Regions from separate parts of the Pan troglodytes genome. Here region 1 is linked to region 2. A link is a contact called in public Hi-C data. All regions are on one chromosome and are shown on one strand. The core of a region is the stretch at or near the end of the contact, and the rest is flanking DNA. Distances in the headings are between cores, read along the strand shown.

What was found. A called contact is a pair of places that touch in the nucleus more often than the background predicts.
Region 1: a Hi-C map of stem cell-derived neural progenitor cells shows a contact between it and region 2, with 4 times the contacts expected there. The contact joins two enhancer-like sites. A contact is called at or near these places in 1 of 7 Hi-C or Micro-C datasets (stem cell-derived neural progenitor cells) and 1 of 1 other capture datasets (stem cell-derived neural stem cells).

Annotation. Positions count from the first base shown.
Region 1 is chr20:59,199,702-59,202,448 of NHGRI_mPanTro3-v2.0_pri, reverse strand. It overlaps a transcript of ZSCAN5A not described here. Among named protein-coding and RNA genes, the nearest start is that of EDDM13, 20 kb to the left of the region's middle. Within about 2 kb of position 1,483, at least 3 of the 24 cell types and tissues checked have an H3K27ac peak or open chromatin away from gene starts, as enhancers often do. A contact at or near this core is called in stem cell-derived neural progenitor cells and stem cell-derived neural stem cells, where this site is marked.
Region 2 is chr20:59,024,254-59,026,953 of NHGRI_mPanTro3-v2.0_pri, reverse strand. No RefSeq gene overlaps it. Among named protein-coding and RNA genes, the nearest start is that of ZNF787, 42 kb to the left of the region's middle. Within about 2 kb of position 1,378, at least 11 of the 24 cell types and tissues checked have an H3K27ac peak or open chromatin away from gene starts, as enhancers often do. A contact at or near this core is called in stem cell-derived neural progenitor cells and stem cell-derived neural stem cells, where this site is marked.

The DNA of each region.
Region 1 (2,747 bases), core at 234-2,733, 180 kb before region 2:
TCTGTACAATGGAATATTATTCCCCTTTCCAAAGGAAGGACATTGTGACACATGCTACAAAGACCTCATTTGACACTAGAAAAAATAATATAATAATGTTAGCAGTTTATCCTAGAATTTGCTACAACTAATAGGTAAGATGATGAAAACATTGGTCTCCTCCTGAAATTGTATAATAAATAAAATAGTCTATACACTAATTAGAATGTAATTATATATAGCGACCACAGTTTATCTTTATGTAATACTTTGGGACTAACAACAATGATTTGTATAATAATAAAATATTTCATTATAAAATTTAAATATACATTCTAGTAGAGTACAAGAAAAAAATGTCAGATCGAGTGAACCATCATATGAACCACCAAATTTAGCCTCACACTAACAGGAGAGGAAGATTTATTTTAAAAAAAAAAAAAAAAAAAAAAGATGCTCATTCACTGGTATATCAGTTAGATAACCTTTTCTGTTGTTTGACGCTTTGGTTATGTTTAATGTCAAACAGAAGCAGAACCATCTAGCTGTTATCTGTTAGAACAAGATCTTTTCTGCCATCTGCTGGACATCTCTCATAACTATACAAATTAGCTATAAAATCATTCTAACTTTAAATTTTTAACATAAGCTGGGTGCGTATGATGCTAGTGGCACCGGCTTAGACACAGCCACCTTACCCCGTGCAAAACCTGAATTCACGAAGAGACACTGCATCCCTACTTTCTCCAGTTCTCATCCACTCAGATCTTCAACTTCTTATTGTAAGAAAAAAAAATGTATTTAGTGTCTATAACACCAGATAACGTCTCCCCACGCGTCCTCATTCTGTTGACATCCCAACATTAAAAACTGTTCACCTCAGTCCTTCTTAATATCACAACCCTCACCTCCCGCCAGTGTGTGTCTTGCCAGCACACCGATGGGAGCCGCTTGTTCACGTTCCTTCACTGGGGTGCACAGACTGCCACCCAGGTGTTCAGCTTTCTGGCATTTTCCTGTTATTTGCATGCTTTATTTGGTGCACGGGATTCTTTTACAAGTTCTATGATCCTGTGGACAAGCCACTACTTCCATTTCAGGTGTTCCAACCTTTCTAGGTGAGCTATATTCTTGGGGTCCACAAATTTCTCTCTCCATCTTTTTTTCTCTCCCCCTCCACCCCCCCTCCCCGCCCACCTTCTGTTGCTCTCCTGACCATCCAGAGGACTTTTTTTTTTTTTTTTGAGACAGCCTCTTGCTCTGTCACCCAAGCTGGAGTGCAGTGGCACAATCACAGCTCACTGCAGCCTCAAAATTCCCAGGCTCAGGTGATCCTCCCACCTCAGCCTCCAGAGTAACTGAACCTATAGGCTCACACCTCTGCAAGGGAAAGGAACAGGGCTTCTGTGTCAGTTACCAGTCAATTGCCTCCCAGCTTCTAAGTCCACAGGTTCAGTGCCGGCCCTGCAATCACGGAGCTGTCCTGGCAACTTTGCAGGGAGCGCAGTGCTAGGCTCTGCCACTAGAGGGGGTGGGAGGGATATCCCAGGAGGAAGGGGCGCCACTGCGTCGCCATCTTGTCTTTCTTCTTGCTCCTGTTTTGGCCTTGTCAGCCCCACGTGAATGGGGCCCCCTGGCGTGTTCACGACCCCAGCTCCTGCCTGTGGCTGCCTTACCACAGGCCTTTCCATACTCCAGCCACCAGCCTTGGCCCCTGGACCCCAGAAGGCTGCCTCCTATTTCCCCGGTGACCATGGTCCCACCCTTGCCCAACCAGAGGCCTCACCCAGACATTGAGGTTCATACCTCCACTTTTGACTTGCTCTTTCCTTGGGATTATTAAAAGTTTAACCATGTTTGATGTTTGTTTCTTATCACCCCACAGCTGGACAAGCTGATTAGAAAACCTGGGTACTCCCTCTTCTAGTGCCAGTGGGGAGTTCAAACCCTGTGTAGTACCCCTGGCTGTGGCCCATCCCCTAAGCACCATAAAACCCCAACCCCAAACCAGCCTCCTTTCTCTGCCCTCTCAAGCCACATTCAGACCAGCTTGGGAAAGCCCACTCTGCTCTCTTCAGAAATCCTGTTATGTAATAAGCTTCATACCCTCTTGGAGTGTGGGTATGTGTGTGTCCTCAGTCTTAACATTCAAACCCAATTTTGGGTGGTGTAATCCTTTTTCTCCTGGGCGGCCCCAACGTTTGCGTTGTTACAGCCTCTCACCTGCTCAAGTCAGGTTTGGGTAGGTGCACCTGAATCCATCAGTTCTCCTTTTTCTCTCCCAGAAAACCATAAGAGAATCTTGATTGCTCCCATATCCTCTCTTCCAATCCATTATCACTTGACAGGCATGTTGAGCTTTAAATTAGGTAAACCCAATTGTGCTGCTCCATTCTTTAAAATTTGTCAATGGATTCCCATTCCTCTGAGAAACCTTCCTCCCTAGGTGTGCTTCAGAATTCTTTTTTCTTTATAGTTAGGCCCATGTTGTGGTCAATAAATCTTTATTTTGGAGGTCAGAAAGCTTTTTTCCACAAAGGAGCAGAGAATATATATTTTAGGTTTTGCAGGCTATTTGGTCTATGTTGGATATTCTTCTCTGGTTTGCTCATATTACCACACTTTAAAAATATAAAAAACAATTCTTCCCCAGGTGTGCTGGTTCACATCTGTAATTCCAGCGCTTTGGAAGGCCAAGGCAGGAAGATCAGTTGAGCTCAGGACTTTGAGACTGGCCTGGGCAACATAGTGAGACACTGTCTCTATAA
Region 2 (2,700 bases), core at 129-2,628:
ATTATCATTACACCATCCATGTGTCTATCATCTATAATCTATATCATCCATGTATATCATCTATTATCTACTTACATAGATATGTATCAATTTATCATCTACCTTCATAGTACATATCTGTGATCTTCCTATCTTCACCATCTATTATCTCTCAATAATCTATTTGTGTACTCTATCTGTTATCTGTCATCTATCTTTAGCTATCTATGTATCTATCAACTATACCTATTTATGTATCTACCTATGATTGTTCCAAAGAGCCCTATCTACATTTCTTATTTTAAAAAACACTTTCAAAGTGTTCCTTTGTGCAGACACAGTGTTTAATTCCTGACTGACGTGCAGTCTGCCTGTTTCTAGTCTTCTGCTACTGTAGCAATGCAGCAGTAGCACCAAATCCGACCCACACCCTGTGCTGCTTGTCCTGACAGGAACTGTAAGATGAAGAGGAATGTGCGTTTGGATCCCAACAGATCCGGCTGTATCACCCTCCCCAGAGGTCAGACGCTTATCATGTCCCCTAGAATGTATGAAGTGACTGTCTCCTATCTACTCTCCGCAGTGAGGGCTTGGATATGGCTGATAGCTGGGACCCTGGGGAGCAAGGTGACGGTTCAATGTGCACCACTGTGTGTCAGGTGCTTCACTAATACCTTGTTTAGACCGGGCGCGGTGGCTCACGCCTGTAATCCCAGCACTTTGGGAGGCCAAGGCGGGCCGATCACCTGAGGTCAGGAGTTTGAGACCAGCCTGGCCAACATGACGAAACCCCGTCTCTACTACAAATATGAAAATTAGCTGGGCGTGGGGGTGGGTGTCTGTAATCCCAGCTACTTGGGAGGCTGAGGCAGGAAATTGCTTGAATCCGGGAGGCAGAGGTTGCAGTGATTCGAGATAGTGCCACCGCGCTCCGGCCTGGGCAAAAGAGTGAGACTCCATCTCAAAAAACAAAACAAAACAAAACAAAACAACCTCTTTTAACCCTCCACTCTACAGACGGGAAAGCAGGCTCAGAGGGAAGGGACTTCTCCAGGACTTAAAACAAGACACAGCAAAGTTGGTTTCAGCTGCCTGGCTTTGCCCACACTGTTTAGACATGGCTGGATGTCGCTGGTCACAGAGAAGCAAGCCAGCTCAGAGAAGTGAAGCCACTCACTTTAGATCACACGCTCAGTAAATGGAGAACCCGATTCAAACTCAGGACAGTCGGGCCCCACGCCGGAGCTGCTTTGACACCGTGGCCGCCTGGCGGAGTCGCCCTCGACTCGGTGTCCGCTCCAGGCACTGGGGATGCAGCGGGGCAGACACACTAGTCCCTGCCCTCAGGGATACAGACTGCGGCCTTCAGAGCAGGAAATGAGCTGGGTGGAGGGTCCCCTTCCTCTTGCCCACGTCTGTCTGGATCTCACTCCCCTGGGACCCGCCTCCCACACAGCTGCCTGTCACACCTGCCCATGCCCAGGACTTCCTCCATGTCTCACCCCCAGGGGTCTCTTTTTGTCTCTTCAGTCATCATCTCTGTGTGTCCCCCCCCCCCAACCACTCCCACTCCCCGTGAGGGCAGAGATTTTGCCTGTCGAGGTCACCGCCGTGTCCCCTTGCTTAGCAGAGCCACTGGCAGGAAGTGCGTGCCCGATAAACACGGGCGAGTAAGTGGACGGAGAAGCTGAGCCGCGAGGAAAGAGGGGAACTTCCAAGGGCAGTTCAGGAAGCGCGGTCCAGGCGGGGCCACAGCAGGGGAGAGGCCCTGTGGGGCGCAAGGAGCGCTTGTTCACACGCACCAATAGCCACAAATGCAAAGCGCCCCAGCTGGAAGAAAGTTGAGGGGGGAGGAGGCGGTTAGGGTAGGAAAGCGGGATGTGGCGCCCCCTAGTGACCATGTCCCACCTGTGGTCATGATCAGCACTGTTAGACCCAAGGCCCTCGCTTAGCCTCTCCCTAGTGACCATTCCACACCGCCGTGGTCATGATCAGCACTGTTAGACGCAAGCCCCTCGACACCAGCCGCTCCCAGTGACCATGTGACGTCTGTGGTCATGATCAGCACTGTTAGACCCAAGGCCCTGGAGCTCAGCCGCTCCCAGTGACCATTCCACACCGCTGTGGTCATGATCAGCACTGTTAGACCGAAGCCCCTCGAGCTCAGCCACTCCCAGTGACCAGGCCACACCGCCGTGGTCATGATCAGCACTGTTAGACCCAAGCCCCTGGAGCTCAGCCGCTCCCAGTGACCATGTGACGTCTGTGGTCATGATCAGCACTGTTAGACCCAAGGCCCTCGCTTAGCCACTCCCAGTGACCATTCCACACCGCCGTGGTCATGATCAGCACTGTTAGACACAAGCCCCTCGAGCCCAGCCGCTCCCAGTGACCATTCCACACCGCCGTGGTCACGATCAGCACTGTTAGACACAAGCCCCTCACTCAACCACTCCCTAGTGACCATTCCACACCCTGTGGTCATGATCAGCACTGTTAGACCCAAGCCCCTCGAGCTCAGCTGCTCCCTAGTGACCATTCCACACCGCCGTAGTCATGATCAGCACTGTTAGACCCAAGCCCCTCGAGACCAGCTGCTCCCAGTGACCATTCCACACCGCCGTGGTCATGATCAGCACTGTTAGACCCAAGCCCCTGAGCTCAGCCTCTCCCAGTGACCATTCCACACCGCCGTGGTCATGATCAGCACTGTTAGACCCA